2 separate regions of the Mus musculus genome follow, and region 1 is linked to region 2. The links are chromatin contacts, called in public promoter capture Hi-C maps. All regions are on one chromosome and are shown on one strand. Each heading gives the region's core, a stretch centred on a gene start, on an enhancer-like site or on the middle of the called end of the contact. The rest is flanking DNA. Distances are from core to core; before and after follow the strand shown.

Region 1 (4,694 bases), core at 561-3,060, 56 kb before region 2:
GACACTGGAGGACCCTAGAGCTTGCTGGCCAGCAGCCTAACTGAAACAGCGAGCAGAGTCCCACCTCAGTGAGAGACCCTGTAAGGTGGAGAGTGATGGAGAAGGGCCCAAGTCTGAGCACATGTGTATGCATGGCTGCTGGCACCTGTACTATCGTGTGCATGCATCACACATACAGCACGTACAGACATGTACACCTACACACACCTACACATACACACACACACAGAGAAGCAGGAGGGGGAGGGGAAGAAGTATAAGATATTAGGAGATGTAATAACTGGTACTATTTTAAATTGTGATAAAACTGAGAAATACCTTGGACTGTGGTTAATAACATTAGTCCTATACTGTAATGAAAAGAAACAAAACAAAACTCTGACCAATGAACATTTTAAACCGTCTTAATGAGCAGAGAGAAGGATGTGCCTTACGTATATGGTCTCCTGAAGCACAGCATTTAATGCTCCAAACTGGAATGCCAATGGGAGGCTTCCATGGTAAGCTTGAACTCTAAAGAAACACATGTATGCGAAGCACAGACGCTTTCTCGTTTGTTTCTCCTGCCTTCTCAACTGGAATAGACTAACTGCAGAAGCTTCCAGAACAAAGAGAAAGAAATTGAAATCTAAGCTAAAGAAAGGGAGCAGTCAGGACATATTTGACTTGAAAGAAGAAACAGGACTGTGTGAGAAAGGAAATCAGGGTTAGGCTACTGTGTGTGGTGACACTAAAAGAAAAGCAACAAAGTAACAACATGGTGAGTAACAAAGAAACAGACCAGTCCAGTGCTGTGGGAGGAAAAGCTGGAGTAGTGCTGACCGGGCGGGTTAACCTGTGTCTGGCAAGAGCAATCAGGAAAATGGAAACGAATCTAGGCATTTCCTACAGAGGGACTTTCATACAAGGCTCGATTATACAAAGGACAAAAGAACTGGACCTGAAGTACCACTGAAGCAATCCCAACATGAGAGTAATTGGAAACTGCTTACCACCCCAGAACCAAAGGATAAAGGATGAAGGGTGATGGCACCACAGGAATCCAGGGTAGGGGCTTGGGCTACAGAGCACTCATGGCGGATGCTGAAACATCTGTGGGGCACAAGATGGCGAGCCAGGGTAGGGGCCCAGAAGTGCACTGAACTCCTTGGAGTGGGTTGGGGAAAGTGGCATGGAGCCTGCGATTACTCAGCCTAGTGACCAGTGGAGCAAAGAGGGCACCTCAGCTTCCTGAGCAGGCACAGACTGCTCCTTTCAGGAGGGTGAAGTGGTTCTTCATTTCAGAAAAAACATATGTCAATTTCCCATCAATCCCCATGGGTTTGTCATCCAGATGGGAGACAAGAAGAGAAACAGCAGGATACCTACTCTTAGGCACACACCAAAGCTATGCAAGACCTCCACACCCAATGCCTAGTATACCCTGTCAGCTCCAGGCCTTAGAAGTTGAAGAACCCTTCTCTTACAATGTCCAGTGTTCCCCTGCCCCTGTCCACTCTTCCATAACTGTCAGGACTTCCTTACTTCAAGCATGTCTACCCCAGGAGGTCTCCTCTAACAATGTCTCAGGCTAGACTGAAGTCCTTCCCCTGCCGACTGCCGTGCCTGGCACAGTGCCAGACAACAGAGCTGGTCCCGGACTATTGACTGAGTGGACTGAGGCTTTTGCTGGCCTCCCATGAACCAGCCCTTCTTCCAGCACAGCTGGGACACAAATACATATGGCGGGTTCTGTTCCTGCTGAGCTTACTGGATGGTAAAGAGCGTGAGGGTGTCTCAGCCCGAGGCTTTTGAGGAGGACTTGGATTCTCCTGATGAGTACTCCATGCTGCCTTAAATAGAAGCTGAGCAGATGGTAAGACACAGCAGATGGGCAGCCCTTGGGGCACCGAGTGGAAAGGTGGGAGGCCTGGATTGTGTCCCGGACTCAGCTGCTGGTCTCCGGCTGTGTGACCTGCTCCCCTCCCCTCCCATGGTGAGCCCATATGCAAAGTGAGCTGGTTGCAGGTTGGAGAAAGGTGGTAGTTCCCAGGCCAGCTGCAGGATTTAGAGATAGGTGACCATGTCTAGAGGAGAATAACATCCATATTTCCAAAGATCTCCAGCTTTACTGGGATCTGTCTCGCATAGTGCACAGTTCAGCAAAATATACAGTTGGTTATATGCATGATGTTGTTTGGTCATGGTTTTTGCTATTTTAGGAACATTGCATTCCTCCCCAAGAAATTCAGTAACAATAGACTGTCAATCCTGATTCCTCCTACTTCCGAGTTACTTCTAAATAACTCCTAAGCTTCCCCCCACTTGTCTGGTCTACACATGTCCTATAAGAGGAATCACGTATGTAGCCTTTGATATCCATCTTCTTCAAGATAGCATAGTGTTTTCAAGGTTCATTTAAATTATAACATGATCCTGGGGTTCACGTCTTTTTCATGGCTTTGTAATTTCCCACTGTAGTGATAACCACATTTTGACTATCTGTTAATGGATGAACTCGATTGCTTCTACCTTTGCGTGATTATGAATAATACTGAATGAGCATTCAGGTACAAGTTTTTCATGGATCTTTTTTTCCCTTGGATTCTTATCTTGGCGTAAATTGCTGGACCATGCAATGATATCTTTAACTCTTTGAGGACCCACCAGGCTGTTTTGTTTTTGTTTTTTTTTTTTTTCCAAACTGAATAAACCATCTTACATTCCCTCCAGTAGCATATAAGAGTTTTCCTAGTGGCTTTAACATCTGCCTGAGTTTAAACCTATAGAACCAGAGGGTATTGAGGACTCCATTATAAGGTTCTGTGGTTTCTTATCCCAGCTTAGATCCCCAGGGCCCGTGTCACCCAAAACTTGCGTACACTGCAAAGGTTGTGATTAGCTTCTCAGGAGCACCTTCACTTGGCCTTTTCAAAAGAAAGCCCTGAGTCCAGCCTCACCCTTTCCTTGCCCTGTCCTGGTAACAATTCTGGTGGTAGATTCTAGAAATACTGTGGCTTTGCAGAATCTCAAACACCCCATGAGCCTCAGTCTCTAGTGAGCCTGGAGTTGGCCTAGTATCCTGACCCTTGGCCGATGTCCCTAAGGCTAGAATGTTGCTGCATGTTTTTGAGTCTATCCACTGTGAGTCTGACTTTGCTGAGGTTAACGGGCAGATGCACAGCCTTGTGGATACCATTTACTTCAAAGCCTGTGTTAATGATGCTTCCAAGATCCTGCAAGGATGACCCATGAGGATGAGGCCTTGAGAAATCTCCTAGGCAGATCCATAACCAACAAAACTCCATGTTTGCATCTTCAGGATGGTCCCTGTATGTGAACAGAGAATGTTCCCAATTCATTCCACTGTGACACTGTTCCTGTAGAGATGCAAACAAAGGTCTACTTACCCAGCTAGAGATCCAACAACAGACCAAAGTAACAAACACCACCAAAGTCCAACTTGGTGAACCACTGAATTCATTGGAGTTACTACAGGAGCTCAGATGACTCAGAAATATCACTGAAAGTCCACCTTAGCAGGGGTGATAGCTCACACAAAAGCTGGAACTCTGGGGGCTAAATCACTTACAGGTAGCTCAGTAGGCTGGAACATGTCCTCTCTTCAGGAGCCCTTGCTGCTTATGTAAGCTTGTGAGCCTGTGTGTTTCAGGAACTTGCTGAGACTTGTGAGTTGTTTTCTTCCTGAGTCTTAATATCAGAGGGAATTGCCCCACAATAGGAATAGCTATTCTTGCTGGGACCCTCAGCTGCACCAGATTTCTTGCTCTAGCCCAGGTAGTTTCCTTCACTTTTGTCCATTGTTTTCCCATTTGTCTTAACCCACTCCTACCCCTTAGATAGCTGTAAGAGAGATCACAAATGCATATTTTATTTGACATATTATTATGTCACTTCTCATTTGTGGCATGTATATTGGGCTTTTTGGTTTTGTGGGGTTTGGTTTGTATGTTTTTACTGTTTCACTTTTCATGCTGCATTTTTGTTTTGGGTTTTTGTTTGTTTGGTTGGTTGTTTTTAAAGTAAAGTAGTGCACCCTTTGCATATGTAGAGACAAGTTTGTGATACCACTATGGCCTGTCAAGCCTGTGGTAGGCATTACTCAGCCAATCACAGCACTTTCTCCCTGAGCAGAGACCAACCTCAGAATTCTTCTCCCATTCTGGGCAGAGGGTGAAGATGTACCTGGCATCTGACATGGTGTCTGTCTGCCATCTTTCAGGAACTGTTCCTCAAAGCTCTCCAGCTCCTCTTCTAGTCCTGATAGAATGCCAGCTCCCTACTCTTGGCCATGTTTCCCCGCGGGCGCTCATTCCCCTACTCACTGTGAACATTGGAAGCTCAGCAGAGCCTCCCGCCCGCCCTCCCTTCCTCCCTTCTTTCACGGATGATGTACCATTTGCCTGCCATTTCCTTGCCCCTCCATGTCTCCATGTTTTCTTCTTGCATCCGGCCAGTGGCTCTCTCCTGTCTCTCTGTCTCTCTCACCTCCTCACTGATCGGCCCTTCATGTCTTGGATGATCCTAATGCCACTTGGACTCTGAGCAGGCCAGAAGTGGTGAGGATCAGGGCAGAGGAAGGCCATCCACGGACTGGGAAGCCATCGCCAGCCCCCACAAAAAGGCATCTGCTCTTCTGAGGGCCCCACTGTACCCTTAAAGGGCAAATATCTCCAGTCCATTTGAAGATGGGG
Region 2 (4,923 bases), core at 48-2,547:
CAAATAAAAAACAGTATGCGGCAGCATGTCGATAATACCAGTGCTGGGAAGACAGGGGGATCCCAAGCTCCCAGCCCAGCCTGCATAGCTGAGGTGAGCTTCAGGTTCAGTGTGAGACCCTGGCAGGATTAACATAGTTAACTTCTGATGACCTGTCGGCTATATACAATAATGAACAGCTGGCCTTTGGATTTCCCAAGGCATCTCCCATCCCGATACAGCTCCCATGTCTTCCAGCCACTGGGCTAAAAATCAGTTGAAATTACTGGCTTCTCAGTATTTCATAGTTCTGTGCAAGGTTATGACATCAGTGACATTGAACCCTACAACCCTTTCCCTACATGGTCTTATTTAATATGCACTACATCCTGGGAATTAGTGATCACTGGTCATTATTGATAACCCAGGCAGTCTGACTTCTAGGTGTGCATTTGGAATCTGTTTTTCTGCCTCAGTAGCAGTTTCCTTACTTTATGCATTTTTTTAAAAAAAAGAACCAGAAGAAAGGTTTACATGCAAGGTTCTGAAGTAGCATCGAGGAAGAGATAGTGTCACTATTTCTTGCAGAAGACAACTAGTTGTCACCACCCCAACAAGGGTCATTTAAAGACAAACCTGGGATCTGTGTATATAATTGAGCAAATGAATGGCCAGATAAATAATGCAGTGTCTTACAAGCTGATGTGAAAACGTGGAGATTCGTCGTGCTTATCAGACATGGTTAGCTCACTTAATGTCTGTGCACTTTGCTTCTGGGGAAATTGGGTAAACCATTTGCCTAGTTTGAAAGGCTCAGGTTATACTCCAGCACTTGTGGCTTTTGCCAAGGTCTTAAGTTACACTTTCCACACTGTCTCTGATATCTGCTTGACTACGTAGATAGTGGGAGTTTGTGATTTCATCTTCCTTCTGTGATGATCCAGAGAAATTTATGAGTCTAGTAAGTTTTTTCTCCGGACGAAAAGTTGCAGGAGCAAGATGTTGGCGACAGTCATTCTAATAAGGTGTGGAAACTGGATGCTGGGGATTTGAGTAAGAGAGCAAATTCTGCTTTGTGTATCCAGAGTGGGGCCTGAAGCGATACAAGCAAGCTCCCAGGTGGTGCTGATGTTGTAGATCAGCGGGCCACACTAAGCACCCAGGGACCAGAAAGGTCAAATCTGGAGGCGACTGGGCGATGGGGAGAATAGAAAGAAGGACGCGAAGAAGGAGCGTCAGGCGAGGAGGGGGTGATGCTGAGCGGACGGGGGCAGGCTGCGGGGCTGGAGCGAGGATGCGCAGAGCGAGGCAGGGAGGCGGCGGGTGCGGGCGCTCCGCGGCTGCGCGGCGCGTGCTGGCGGCGGCTCGGTCCCGGCCCGCGCCCGCGGGGTCCCCGCTGCGGCCGGAGCGGCCTGGCTGCGGGATCCGTGCGCAGCGATGGCGGGGCAACCCCTGCGGCGCCCGGCCTGGGTACCACTGCTCCTGCGACTGCTGCTGGCGGGGATCGCTGCCTGCGATGCCAGCCCCGCGGACGACAGCGCGGGCCCGGGGGGCCGGGGACCCCGGGGACGCGCGCGAGGGGACGCGGGCGCGGACGAGGCAGTGCCGCGCCACGACTCCTCCTACGGCACCTTCGCCAGCGAGTTCTACGACCTGCGCTACCTGTCAGAGGAGGGTGAGGCTACCAGAGGGTGAGGGGCGACCTGGGGGTGGGAGGTTGAGGGGCGCAGGAAGGGTCCGCAAAGGTGTCAGTGGAGGCAGATGGGCACAGATGAGACTAGAGTAGGGAGCCCGGCTCTCTGACCCAGCCTGTAGGAGGGAAGTCTGGAGGAGCTGTCAGCGCCCGCTCCCCTCTTTACACGTGGGGAGACTAGGGCCGGGAGAGTCAGTCTCAAGTCTTGCGAGGCTGTGGATAGAAGGTGCTAAGCTTATGCTCCCCTAGTTCTCAGCGTCTGGCCTCCTCCATTCTCCTGCAATGGAGGAGGCGCCATCTGGACTAGAATTCCGGAGCCCAGGGCAGCAGGCGGGAAGCAGAAAACCCAACTTAGAGACAACCGTTGCACAATTACCTCCTGGTAGGTCTGGAATAACCTAAATTTACAGGTACTGTCGCTCCATCTTTCATTGCCCAGGCGCCAGAGATGGGTCATAGCTCCCTCCCCAGTCCACCCCACATCTGCTGCTACCACACTTGTAGTCTCCTAGTGTGAGCCACCATTGTTGGGACCATCTGGGCCCAGAGACTGAGATTTCTTCGCCAGCTTCCCTGAGGAGCTGTTTCAAAGAGTACAAAAGGCAAAGCCATTCTGATAAAAGGAATGGAAACTGGTCTCTTACTTCCGCAGCTTTCGGAAAGCTTGGCAAAGAGGAGCCAAGAATCAAGCTGAGGGTTGAAATGAGGTTATCTGTTCGTGGATATATCTCTTAATGAGGATGAGGTTCAGCTATACGCAGCATACAAATGTTAATATCATCAATAAGATAGGATTTTCTCTCTCACACAAGGAAATCTAGAAGCCCCACAATCCAAAGCTGGCATGAAGTCTCCAGTCTTAGGGACCTTTTGCTCCTTCGTAATTCTCAGCTTATAGCTTAATGACCCCAAGTAGCTGCTTGAACCCCACTCACTACCTTCACTTTCCAGAGGGTGAAAAAGACAAAGTGGGGAGAAAATACTGACTGCCTACTTATTAAGGATGCTACTCTGATAGAAGTTCCATAGAATGATTTTAGTTTCTTAGCCATGTGGTCACACATAGCTGTAAAGGAGTTGGGGACAGGTAATCTTGTAGCTAAAAAAGACATACAGTATCCACTTCAAAATAATACAATTATTATATTAAGGAAGGTGGAGAGAATGAATTGGAAATATATTTATTTCCAATAATATTGGAAATATATTTATTAAATAGAGACTGCTGAACCACCCCTCCCCACACACACACACACACTTAGTGACCTCGACTCTGGCTGTTCAAGGGCTGATGAAGCAACTCTACTCCATGTTGTCACTCAGGGACCTACGTGCCTTCCATCTTGTTGCTCTACTATCCTTTAAGACCTTGTCCTCATCTCTGTAATAGAAGATTGGTGGCTTGTATGTCTTTGTTCAAAATTGATGGTAGGGTGCTGGAGAGATGGCGCAGTTGGTAAAGCCCTTGCCTCACAAACCCTAGTTCAGAGCATTGGAGCCCATGTAAAGCTAGGTACAGTAGCTCCTGTGTCTGTAATCCCAGTACTCCTGTGGAGCTATGGGACATGGAGACAATAGAATCATTGGAGCATGTGGGCCATCTGATATGCAGCAGCTAACAAGAGACCCTATCTCCGGATGGATGGAGAGACCTGACATCTGAGGCTGTCCTCTGATCTCCACATTCGGAGCATGTGTGGCATACGCCCATCCATAGTCACACATACACATGACATGTGCATGCACACACACAGACACACACACAACTGAAGAAATGGAAAAGAGAAGTTTAGGATAAGTAATTATCGTTTTTTGGCTGCTTGCATAGATCGTCTCTTCTCATAGTCTTTGGCAATTACAAGCATAATTAAGTAATGTCCTAGCTGCAAGGGAGGCCAGGCACCCCTGAGCCCTGGAAAAAGGAGCAAATGGTGTGAGGAACAACACACTAAACAGAATCTATCACTCTGGGAGAGGTTAAATATTCCTAAGCATATTTTTCTGAAAGCACGTAGTCCGTATTTCTCCCTTACACAACCAGTCTGTCCTTCCAAGTGACTTAAAGGTAGTATGTGAGCACATATATTCTCAACTAAGGAAGAACAAGCCAGGCTCTGTGTCTGTTTACATACATGGAAAGAATGAACTGTATAAGCAGGTTTTATGAAGGCCAACATCAGGTGACAGTAGCTCCCAAGGAACGCTTTACAGTCACTCTGCAAAGTAGGCTTCCAGCCCAGAGCGTAGATGCTGCAAACAACAGGAGCATATAAAACATTGGATTATGGGTAACTACTCTGGGTATTCTTTGAGGAGGAAAAGCAACAGGAAATGGAATGTTGCCTTCGTTTTCAACCTTAAAGTGAAGCCTTCTGTGTCAGTCTCATGTTGTCAGCTGCTCAGGATAGAGGAGCCCGAGTCTGAGGATGGTAGTAGCTGCTGTCCCTTTGGCTGATAACAAAAACTCCCACTTATGATTGCTTATGATTAAGACATAATTATCTGGCCATTTGCAAGACATTCAAATCAATGAGCAGCTCACCCCTGAGTTCAAGACCAGATTTTTTCTGTTGTGGCAAGAGCAGGGAAAGAGGCAGAGAGAAGGATGGAAGCATGCATAGGACATTTTTCATCAGCCTGTGTCCTTCCCATGTTAGTCAGGCACTGTATGTAAATGTGTAGCTTATCTCCCTATGAATCTGGAAGTTTAATGCCACCAATACATGTCTGATTCTTCCTCTGGGTCCTCTGTAAACATAGTCTTCCATGAACATTTATTGGAGCTATGTTCGACTTCTATTTATTCCTACGTGCAAGTGCATGCATGTGTGTGTGTGCCCGCGCAGGCACATGTATTCTTATTCATGTATGGGGAGGCCATAAAACAATCTTGGATGATGTTCCTCAGGCACTACCCACCTTATTTATTTATTTATTTTTCTTCTCTTTCTCTCACTGGCCTGGAGCGCATCCATCCCAGCGAGCCCAGGGAATCTGCCTGTCTGTCTCCTCCTGCACTGGAATTACAAACAAGTATCACCAAGAAGCCCAGATTTTCCATATGAGCTCAAGTGTTCATGCTTGTGTGTCAAGCACTTCACTGAGGGAGTTATCTCCCCAGCCTTCACTGTCCTTTCCTAAGTCCCTACTGTGTGCCAGACGGTTTCCTACATTAATTTTCATCTGCACACTGATCCTGTGAGTTAGATACTACTGTTTCCTTCCACCTTTTAAGGGTTAAGGGAAATTAC

Evidence for each region. Promoter capture Hi-C pulls out the DNA fragments that hold promoters and counts their contacts.
Region 1: a promoter capture Hi-C map of hippocampal neurons shows a contact between it and region 2, with 2.0 times the contacts expected there. The contact joins the enhancer-like site here to the promoter of Frrs1l in region 2. A contact is called at or near these places in 1 of 39 promoter capture datasets (hippocampal neurons), 1 of 115 datasets of contacts at active chromatin or transcription factors (embryonic stem cells) and 3 of 9 other capture datasets (adipose tissue, liver and pancreatic islet).

Annotation. Positions count from the first base shown.
Region 1 is chr4:57,043,442-57,048,135 of GRCm38.p6, reverse strand. The region is part of intron 15 of Epb41l4b (erythrocyte membrane protein band 4.1 like 4b); the gene reads left to right. Among named protein-coding and RNA genes, the nearest start is that of Gm34738, 4.3 kb to the left of the region's middle. Within about 2 kb of position 1,810, at least 8 of the 459 cell types and tissues checked have an H3K27ac peak or open chromatin away from gene starts, as enhancers often do. A contact at or near this core is called in hippocampal neurons, where this site is marked.
Region 2 is chr4:56,986,765-56,991,687 of GRCm38.p6, reverse strand. It overlaps Frrs1l (ferric-chelate reductase 1 like), which reads left to right and starts at 1,297. Exons shown (of 5, transcript NM_001142965.1): 1 at 1,297-1,654. The coding sequence starts at 1,417.